Regions from separate parts of the Anas platyrhynchos genome. Here region 2 is linked to region 1. Evidence: chromatin contacts called from public Hi-C data. All regions are on one chromosome and are shown on one strand. The core of a region is the stretch at or near the end of the contact, and the rest is flanking DNA. Distances in the headings are between cores, read along the strand shown.

Evidence for each region. A called contact is a pair of places that touch in the nucleus more often than the background predicts.
Region 2: a Hi-C map of F1 follicle shows a contact between it and region 1, with 2.4 times the contacts expected there. The contact joins the promoter of MTCL1 here to the enhancer-like site in region 1. A contact is called at or near these places in 2 of 8 Hi-C or Micro-C datasets (F1 follicle and liver).

What each region holds. Positions count from the first base shown.
Region 1 is chr2:50,537,134-50,541,506 of IASCAAS_PekinDuck_T2T, reverse strand. No RefSeq gene overlaps it. Among named protein-coding and RNA genes, the nearest start is that of NDUFV2, 62 kb to the right of the region's middle. Within about 2 kb of position 2,061, at least 3 of the 8 cell types and tissues checked have an H3K27ac peak or open chromatin away from gene starts, as enhancers often do.
Region 2 is chr2:50,677,362-50,681,944 of IASCAAS_PekinDuck_T2T, reverse strand. MTCL1 (microtubule crosslinking factor 1) reads left to right here and starts at 3,046. Exons shown (of 15, transcript XM_072034716.1): 1 at 3,046-4,414. The coding sequence starts at 3,569. LOC113842838 (a long non-coding RNA gene) reads right to left here. Exons shown (of 2, transcript XR_003495647.3): 1 at 4,409-4,583; 2 at 1,692-2,765.

The DNA of each region.
Region 1 (4,373 bases), core at 812-3,311:
ATTCTGTAGCATTTGGACATCTGTCCCAGTAGTAGTTGGCTGACTTCCATCACATCCACGACCAGTAAGGGATTTAATAGATAATAGCAGACAATTTAATAGCTCAGTCATAAGCATCTAGTATTATTTTAGATGTCTACATGCATCCTTCATCTGCTGCTCAGGAAATGCACAAGTCTCCAAAATATTTATTGTAGCTCCGGTCCTACATGGAAATCCCTAGGGCAGCACACCAACTTCATGTGATGACATAAATGTTTAGGCACCTGAAGCCTGCCCTGTTTTCTTATAATATTTGTGAAAATCCATTGCCTGCTGAGTTAATGGCCACAGCACCAAGCTCAACATACCTCCATCATCCTGAGAGTGCCAGCTGGCAGCACACACGCAGTCCAGAGCGAGCCACAGCCAGGTACTGCCTCCTTCAGACTGGTAGAAGTGGGTGGGGAAGGGCCTGGAGATACCGTGAAGAGGTTGATATTAAATAGAGAAGGAACTGCAGGTATGCTGGGGGTGATATGATGGGACAGGCTGGGGAGGCTGCAGTTACTGCAGTGGGATCAAAGCTGGAAGCCAGACGTGGACTTATAATAAACTGGACTTTCCACTGTTCCCCCTGCTTATTGTGCAATAAACTGCTTGTGCTGCTGCTCACAGATCCATCAGAAATGACCCAAAAGGGTCTGAGGCATTAGCAGTTGTTGCTAATCACCTTCCCATACCAGAGCTCTGGCTGAGCCAGGGCCAGGAGCAGCCCCTCAGGAGCACTCCTGCCCTTGGCACTGCACCAGGATGGTTCCCTGCTGCTCACAGGGCTGGTTTTGGGGAACGCAGCTCTCTCCCAGGTGTCCACTTGACTGCTCTTCAACCACCACATCTCAGCCAAATTAATACTCAAGGACAAATGTAACCCATTGTTCTAACTGCCTCGTTCTAATAATGCCTAAATTAAACTCTAACGAGAAAAACAATGATGTGCAATCTTAAATCCCACCACAATCAATGGACCATACGAGGTACCCCAAGACAAACAGACCCTACAACCTTGTTGAGTATTTCTGGCACGGTGAGTGAGGCCAGATGCAGCCTTGGGTTCAGCCTCTGTTAAGCATCTCATTTACACCTATATGCCAGTCACACACATTGTGCTAATTTTGTCTACAGAATTTACTCTCCCAGAAGATTTTGTTTAAAAAAAAAAAAAATCTTTTATTTTAAAATTAGAAGCTTTATTTATTTATTTATTTATTTTGCTGCATGCTCTGGAGTACCTCAGGTCTCAGCGGAGAACCAGTGAGATGGAGCGACTCTGTTAGCAACCCTGGTAAAAGGGGTGAAAATGACGACAGGCAACATCAGAATGAGCACCCTGAGTGAAATGGGACCAAAGCATCACTTTGCATGGACCTTTGGTCCTCTTCCTCCCTGAAGTCTTGTATTGGCTCCCCTTAAATTAAGGACAACTTTCTAACTGAACTCGGGACATAACATAAGGCTCTATGTGACTGTAATTTATGACGGGAATAATCACAAACTTAAACTAGATGAGATCTTTGCAGCTTCTGACCCTCTAGCTTCTCCACCACCCCTTGGGGCAGTAGGACCTGAGGTGCATTTACACACCACTGTTTTACCAGATGGGACCTCGGAGCCCCAGGCTGAGCTCCATGGGCAGGTATCACCCAGCAGGTTTTGCTGCCAGACGTCTGCCACCAGTGCAGGAAGCAGGGGCATGGCTGTGGGCCCCCATCTCCTCAGGCACAGCACAAAGGCACCAGGGCTCGTCTGTCACAGCAGAGGATGTTAAGTGCATTCTGCATGCTCTGGCAGTGGGTGTAGAGGTGACACGTCACCCTCTTTATCTGGCATGTACACCGCTGGCAAGTGAAATCAAAACGCAGCGATATGTTATTGCCCTGTCTGCATTTGGAAAACTCTGAATGCTTTTCCACGTGTCGCTGCTTAAAATTGCAAATTCGCAGAATTGTTTGTCATGGTGTGTTTGACTAATAAGAAATAAATGCCTGGGAAGTTGTGCAACAGGAACACTTCCAATGATCCCTGCTATCTGCAGCCTGCAGTTCTCTCTGGCGTTACTGATGTTTAGCCCGTCTCTTTCAAAGCCCCCAGTGCATTAAATCATTTCGTAAATTAAAAGAAATGTGCCTCCTCCAGCAGACAAAGAGTGGCTAGGAGATCTTCCAGCCTAACACCGAGCCTGCAAAAAGCTTTTGAAATCTCATTACTCATGTATGTAATGGACAGAGCAGCAGTCGCTGCATGGTCTTTTCTGACTATTGTGCATTGTGTGTGTAACCACTTGCTGTGTTGGTAAACGGGGTGGGTAATCTGCCAGCTTTGATTCCCCTCAATACAATTTTCCATAAATGTAGGAAATTGATATTTACATATTATAAAAATATTAAACGTGGATTCAGAGGACTGCCCTATACGCCACTTAATATCATAGTTTATTTAAAGTGTGTCCAGAAAACCTCATCACAACCACCTCCTTTATCCATTGCTTAACACACCAAATATTTGTAGCATTCATAATTTTTCCCTCATGTCTGTCTCAAAAATCCAAAGCCATTTAAGCATGACCAAGGCTTGGATTCATTAATGTCTAATAAAGAATGAGTGCCGGCTGTAGCCTTGGGCAAGTCAGGGAGCTGATAATCACTTTATCCCTCACTCCTCCTTCCTCCTTCCCATCCTCTCTGAAATGAGGAGAATTAGTTCACACTAACCTGTTCCTGACAGCAGACAGCAACAGAATCAAGAACTTGAGGCTGCCTTCTGCAAGACTTGAGTGAAACTGCATAGTGGATTCAAATATTAGAGCACATACCTAATTATGACCTCCTAAGTTACATTTTCTTAGCAAGCTGGGACAAAAATCACTTCTCTCCATGCCCACTCTGGAATTAACACATAAAAATTTTCATTTTAGCAAAATCTATTTACAAAGATTAAGCTGTGTTTTCCATATGCATCCAGACATGGAGATTCTGGAAAGTGCAATCACAAAAGCCATGCCACGCCCTGCTCAGGGCTGCCTGCTATCTGTCAGGCCCCAGAAAAGGGAGCCGTGCACCCGCATGGGGAGGGGTGCTTCAGACCTGGAAAGCCCTTGCACAGAGCAGATGGGATCAGCGTGGGATGAAGAAACATATTGAAAGCCGCTGCTGTGGGGAACTACCGAGAATTGCACATTTTGGCTCAGCCCCGAAGGCAGAACCGACGGGTCCACTCACTTCCTCTGCTCAGAAGGAAGGGCTCTCTCTGTGTAGACATACGGTGATTAAAACCATAGCTGGCTAGTAACTGTGGGTAAAAAAATCATCCCAAACCTCTGATTCATTAACCTCATCACACTTTGCTATCAGGAAATTACTCGGTGAGCTGGTATAGGCGCAGTAGAGCCCAGCTCTCTGCAGTGCACGGTACCCCAGGGCAGGCCTCAACACCAACACAGCCAGATTTTCTGTCCTGGAAGAAGCAGTCTGAGAGACAAAAAGAGCCTCTAGAGCCCCAGCTAAAGCTGAGATTAACTTCTGGGTCCAGGGAAGACTACTTAGGCAGACTGCTTCAAGCCTGGATGACCACAAGCTCTGCATTTCCCTGTTTAATGTCTTTCCGTGTCCACCACTTGAGGCAGCATATTCCCCCTTGTTGGTATTTGCTGTGTAATTTTACTTCTCCTAGAATTCCTCTCTTTTTAGAAATTTTGACAAAGTGGATTTAATTTCAGACTGGAACAAAACCAAATGTCAAAATAATAACATTTTTTCTGTGAAGCACGCTTGCCTAAGTTTGGCCAGATCTGATTAAAGAGAACTAAGAACGAATGTCCTCGAACTCTGCCCATGATTTATCTTCCAACTAGGAATCAGCCTGCTTTAAATGTCCTAAAGACACATGCTGAGCAATCAAGTTGCCTGAGCAAAGCAATGAATTCAGAGCTGAACAACTTGTGTATAGGGCAGCAGGCACAGGATCATGACCTGTGAGCTGTATTAGCCCGTAGCCCCAAGTGTGACAAGAAGGTCCTGTGGTCAGATTTCACTTTACCTAGTGTGGGGAGTAGCCTGGGCATGCTGATTTGCATCCCCCTTTGGGACTAACCAAAAGAATATGGAGAACTGCCTTTGAAAGGCGAACACATCGACTTGCCGTACCATTCAGGTGTCAGATTTCTAGTGCAATGGGGGATTTAATGTACTTTGAAAATCCAAACATTAATTCCCTTTACTTACTCACTTCTTCACATCCACTTCTTGCGACATTTGCTTCTTCTCACATGTTTTTGAAATTCATATGTGCTCTCACTGGGAACAAGAATGACCTTAAATTCCTGAGTGACTGGGTGG
Region 2 (4,583 bases), core at 1,797-4,296, 140 kb before region 1:
GGGGAAAAAAAAAAAAAAGTGAACTTTCAATGTTACACATTTTCCTGTTGAAGCTATTCATGGGTTTTGTTGTCAATGTGTTACTGTAACACCTGCTGGCCACAGTGAGGATTCCTCTGGGACGGTATAATCACAGAGCACAATGTGGCCACAAAGAAATTACAACTCATGATCTGCAACATATAAAGGGGGAATAATGACAGACTCAAACAGGTATATGCTGTTTTATCCACACGAACAGTCTGGATGGATGCATTTGTGTCTTCATTTAGTGTTTGCATTAGTTCTGTACACACGAGTGCTCCCTTGCAGCTCTGAGTCTGGCCATTACAAGTCGGCTGCTCTTAGGGTATCATTCAAGTAGATCTGAAATAGGGATTTGAAATAGGAGAAAATAACAGCTTAGGCTTAGGCTACTGTAAGCTGGGCCGGCTGAGGGACAAATTTACATTTAGATTGAGTCTCTTCACATCTCCTCCAAGTAATTGTAAACTCTCTTGTGCCTCAGCCCTAGAAAGGAATTTAGGGAGCCCTGCGCTGCCAAGCTGTGCCTTACACTTTGTAAAACATGTGATAGCTAATCTAAGTAGTCAGGCTTAGCATCTACTTTTCATAATTATTTGTGCAAATACTACTCGGTTATCAAATGTCTGCATAAATTGGACAAAGGATATCAGCACTGCCAAAATAAATTTGTTGTAGAAGTGTTATGTCTGATTATTTGTATTATTCAACCAACACCCAGGCGTCCTATTATGTTAAGAGTCACACAAGCATATAAGAAACTGTTCCCCCACCAGGGAGTGTATGACTAATTTACGATAAGAGACAACAATTGGACATTACAAGCAAATAAAAAGAATGGGAGAGGAGAATTAGGTTAAGCATGATAGTCGGTGCCTGCACGTTCCTATGAGAACCATCAGTGAGATTTAAGTAAAGGGAAAAAATGGTTTGATATAAATAAATAAGAAACATGATATCAGCAGCCCTTACTGGGCATTTGCCTAGCCCAACAGAGATTTCTGTGGTATGTACTTAGCTGTCATATTAGGGTCCTATTCTCACTCTTGCCAAGCCCATTTATGCCCCTCTTCCAGGGACCTCCAAATGGTGTTGGACACAGACAGCAGAGGACGGAGGAACCCAGCCAAGCTGCCACAGCTGGGCTCAGGCCACAGAAATCTGCCATCTGCACCCAGCCAGGCACGTGCCCGGCAGGGTTCCTGGTACTGCACGGCTTTGTTACTGAGTGCTTTATACCGCCAGAAAAACCTAAAGGGATCTTGGCGTGACCAAGCATTCGTCTCAGCCCGATGTGTGCTGCTGTTGTTTTTGGTCCCAGGCTATTTTGTGCGAGTATCAATGTAAACGAGGCACTTTATTACGACGCCTCCTTGGACTGGTGCTGCCTCTGAGTGCAGGGGATAACCAGCCTGTATGCTTTGAGGAGAGGAACACAAGGGTAGGCATTTATGGAGGTATCTGTTCTCCAGTCCCCCTCCTGATCCAAGGCCACCCTGCCCCGCTGTGAGCCTGTAATTGTTCTGAGCCCGACTTCTCTTTACTGGGGAGCCGGGCTGAGTTCAGCTCCTCATCCTCACCTTTGGGAGCTCGTGGCTGACGATGCATGGACATACAAAAAGACCCTTCAAAAAATAAAGCATTTGGTGGGGAAAAAAATCATAAAATAAGCAAAAATAATCTATATTTTGGTATTTGTGATGTGAAATTTGCAAGGTAAATTTCCAAAGCAAACTGGACTCTGCCAGGCACTGAAGTGTCTCGGATTAACTCTGCCAGCTAATTCCCAGCCTTTTGTGAATGTGCTCCTTTCTCCACCTCCCTAATTCTCTTCCCCTCCAGTGCAAAGAAGCCTGGCACTGTCTCTCAGCTATTGTTTGCAGGAAAGTGGCTTATCTTGAGCCATACTTTTTCCTTTCATTTTCCTTTTGATTTGAAGTGTTGTTTTCGTGGGGCAACCGAGTCAAACCAGAGTACTCATAAATCAGTCCCGAGCAGTTCCCCTTTCATCACAGGACTAAAACACATTGAGAAGCTAAGAGAAGCTGGAATTATGGCGTAGTCTTGAAAGTTGTAACTGGACCCAAGGGAGAGCGGCGACATCCCTTCCTGATTCCTATCATCCCTAACATTTAATATTCTCGTGATAATATTTCTTCGGATGAAACACAGCATCTCTCGCTCCAGGATTTCAGCAAAGGAGGCTTGTTTAGCTTCTGGATGGTTAAAACAAACCGAAATAACTCCACCACCACCCCCGGCACTCCGCTGCTGCCCCGCGGCGGGGCGCTGCCCTCCTGCCCCCGCAGCCCCGGCTCTCCCTCGGGTCTTTTCTCCCCCGCTGCAGCAGCTCTCGCCAAACGACGTCACTTGTTGCACGATGACGTTGTCGGTGGCGTCACCAGCTGCCCGTGACACACCGGGGAGCCGAGCGGAGGAGCCCGGAGCATCCCCGCCGCCGCCGCGCCGCTTTCCCACGCTCCAGCTCCGCTCCCTTGTTTTTTTTTGTTTTTTTTTTTTTTTAGGGGTTCTCCGGGCTCTTTGCAAATAAACGCAAGGGCTCCGATGCCGCGGACCCCGAAAGGACGGCCCCCGTGTTTTTCGGAGCCACAGCCAGGAGCTCGCTGGGTGCCCGGGATGCTCGGCACTGCCTCTGGGCGAGCTCGGTGCCTGCCGCCAGCGAGGAGGTGATGCGGCGGCTGCTGCAAAGCGCCGGAGAAAGGATTTTCGTCAAGTCTTAGCTGGAAAAATAAATAAATAAATAAATAAATAAATAAATAAATAAATAAATAAAATGGTAAAAAAAAATATAAATCAAGCAACGTGCAACGCCGATGGCTGGGAAATACAAACTCCCCGCCCGAAAATCAGGGTTTCTGGCAGCAAGCGGCTGCCGGCGGCGCCCCTGTGCTGAAGGCTGCGGGGAGCTGGAGGGGAGAAGGAGCTGGCAGGGAGCCTGGCGCCGTGACAGAGGGGGCGGATCCTGCGCACAGGCGGGGAGCGCCGCGCCCGAGCGGCCCCGGCAGCAGCGGGGCTATTTCAGGAGCCGGAGCCGGGGCCGGCACCGGGACCGAGCGGGGCCGGGGGCAGCGGCGCCGGTGGGCTGAGAGGGGGCGGCCGGGTTAAGGGGGCTGCGGGCCGGGTGGAGGGGAGAGGGAGGCTTTTGGGGCGGCATCATAAGTTGAGCTGAGCCAGGCGGAGAGGGGAGCGGGAGGGGAAGGAGAGGAGGAGGAGGAAGAGGAGGAGGAGGAGGAAGAGGAGGAGGAGGAGAAGGCGGCGGCTGCCGCCGCTGAGGGATTTGGGCTCGTTTCGCCGAAGCAAATCAGTGCTCGGGAGAGAGCGGCGAGGAGGAGGAGGAGGAGGAGGAGAAGGAGGAGAAGGAGGGGGTGAGGGGGCAGGGAGACAGGGCTCGGGCGAGAAAAGTGCGAGGGCTGTGTCTGGGCGAAGCAGAAGTGATGAGAAAGCCGGCGGGGAGGCTGCAGGAGGCTGCCACTGCCGCCGAGCTCCGCCGCCGGCCGCCCCCCCGGCGCCCCCGGCCCTCGCCATGGAGGCGCTGAACGGCCCCGGCCCCGGCCCCGGCGACTCGCTGCGGCCGCCGCCCGGCCACCACCACCCTCACGCCGACAAGAAGCGGCCGCACCGCGCCCCCTCGCCCGCCAGACCCTTCCTCAAGGACCTGCACGCCCGCTCCGCCGCCTCCAGCGCCGCCTCCAAGCCTCCCCCGGCTCCCCCCAAGTCCCCCGGGCTCCCCGGCCGACCCTCCCCGCCGCCGGCCTCGCCGCAGCCGGGCGCCCACCACCCTCCGGCCGCGGGGCTGCTGGCGGCGCAGGGCCGGCTCCCCCGCCGCCCCGCCGCCCCGGGGGCCAAGGCAGCCCCCGGCCCCGCCGCCCCCGCCGCCCGGCCGGGCTCCAAGGCCGCCCCCTGCGCCAAGCGGGCGCCCCGCGGAGCCGAGCCGGGCCCCGGCGGGCGGCCCGGGGGGCGGCAGCCCGGCGGCGGCGGCGGCGGCGAGGGGGTCGCGGCGGGGGGCAAGGGCAGGAAGGCGAAGCGGGGAGCCCCGCCGGGCAGCGGCCATGCGGCGGCGGCGGCGGCGGTGCTGGCCCGCGTGGGGCACACGGACAGCAGCTCCGACCTGTCCGACTGCCCCTCCGAGCCGCTCTCCGACGAGCAGCGCCCGGCGCCGGCCGCCAGCAGCGACGCCGAGTCCGGCACCGGCTCCAGCGACCGGGAGCCCCGCGGAGCCCCTCCGGCGGCCGCGGTCCGCGGGGAGCCCCCCCCGGGGCCGCAGCCCGCAGCCGGGAGAGCCCCGAGCCGCGGGGAGCCGGGCAGGGCGGCCCCCGAGGAGCTGCAGCGGGAGGTGGAGGAGCTGCGCTCCGAGAACGAGTACCTCAAGGTGGGTGAGCGGCGGGGCTGGGGGGATGCGGGGTAAGCCGGTGCCGGCAGCCTGGGCTCGCTCGCTGCGGTGGTGGCTGGGTGAAACCCAAACTCTTCCCGAAGCGGCGGGGAGCGAGGGCTCGCTTTCCAGGAACTGCTTGCTTTTCCTCAATTCCGCCCGTTAAATA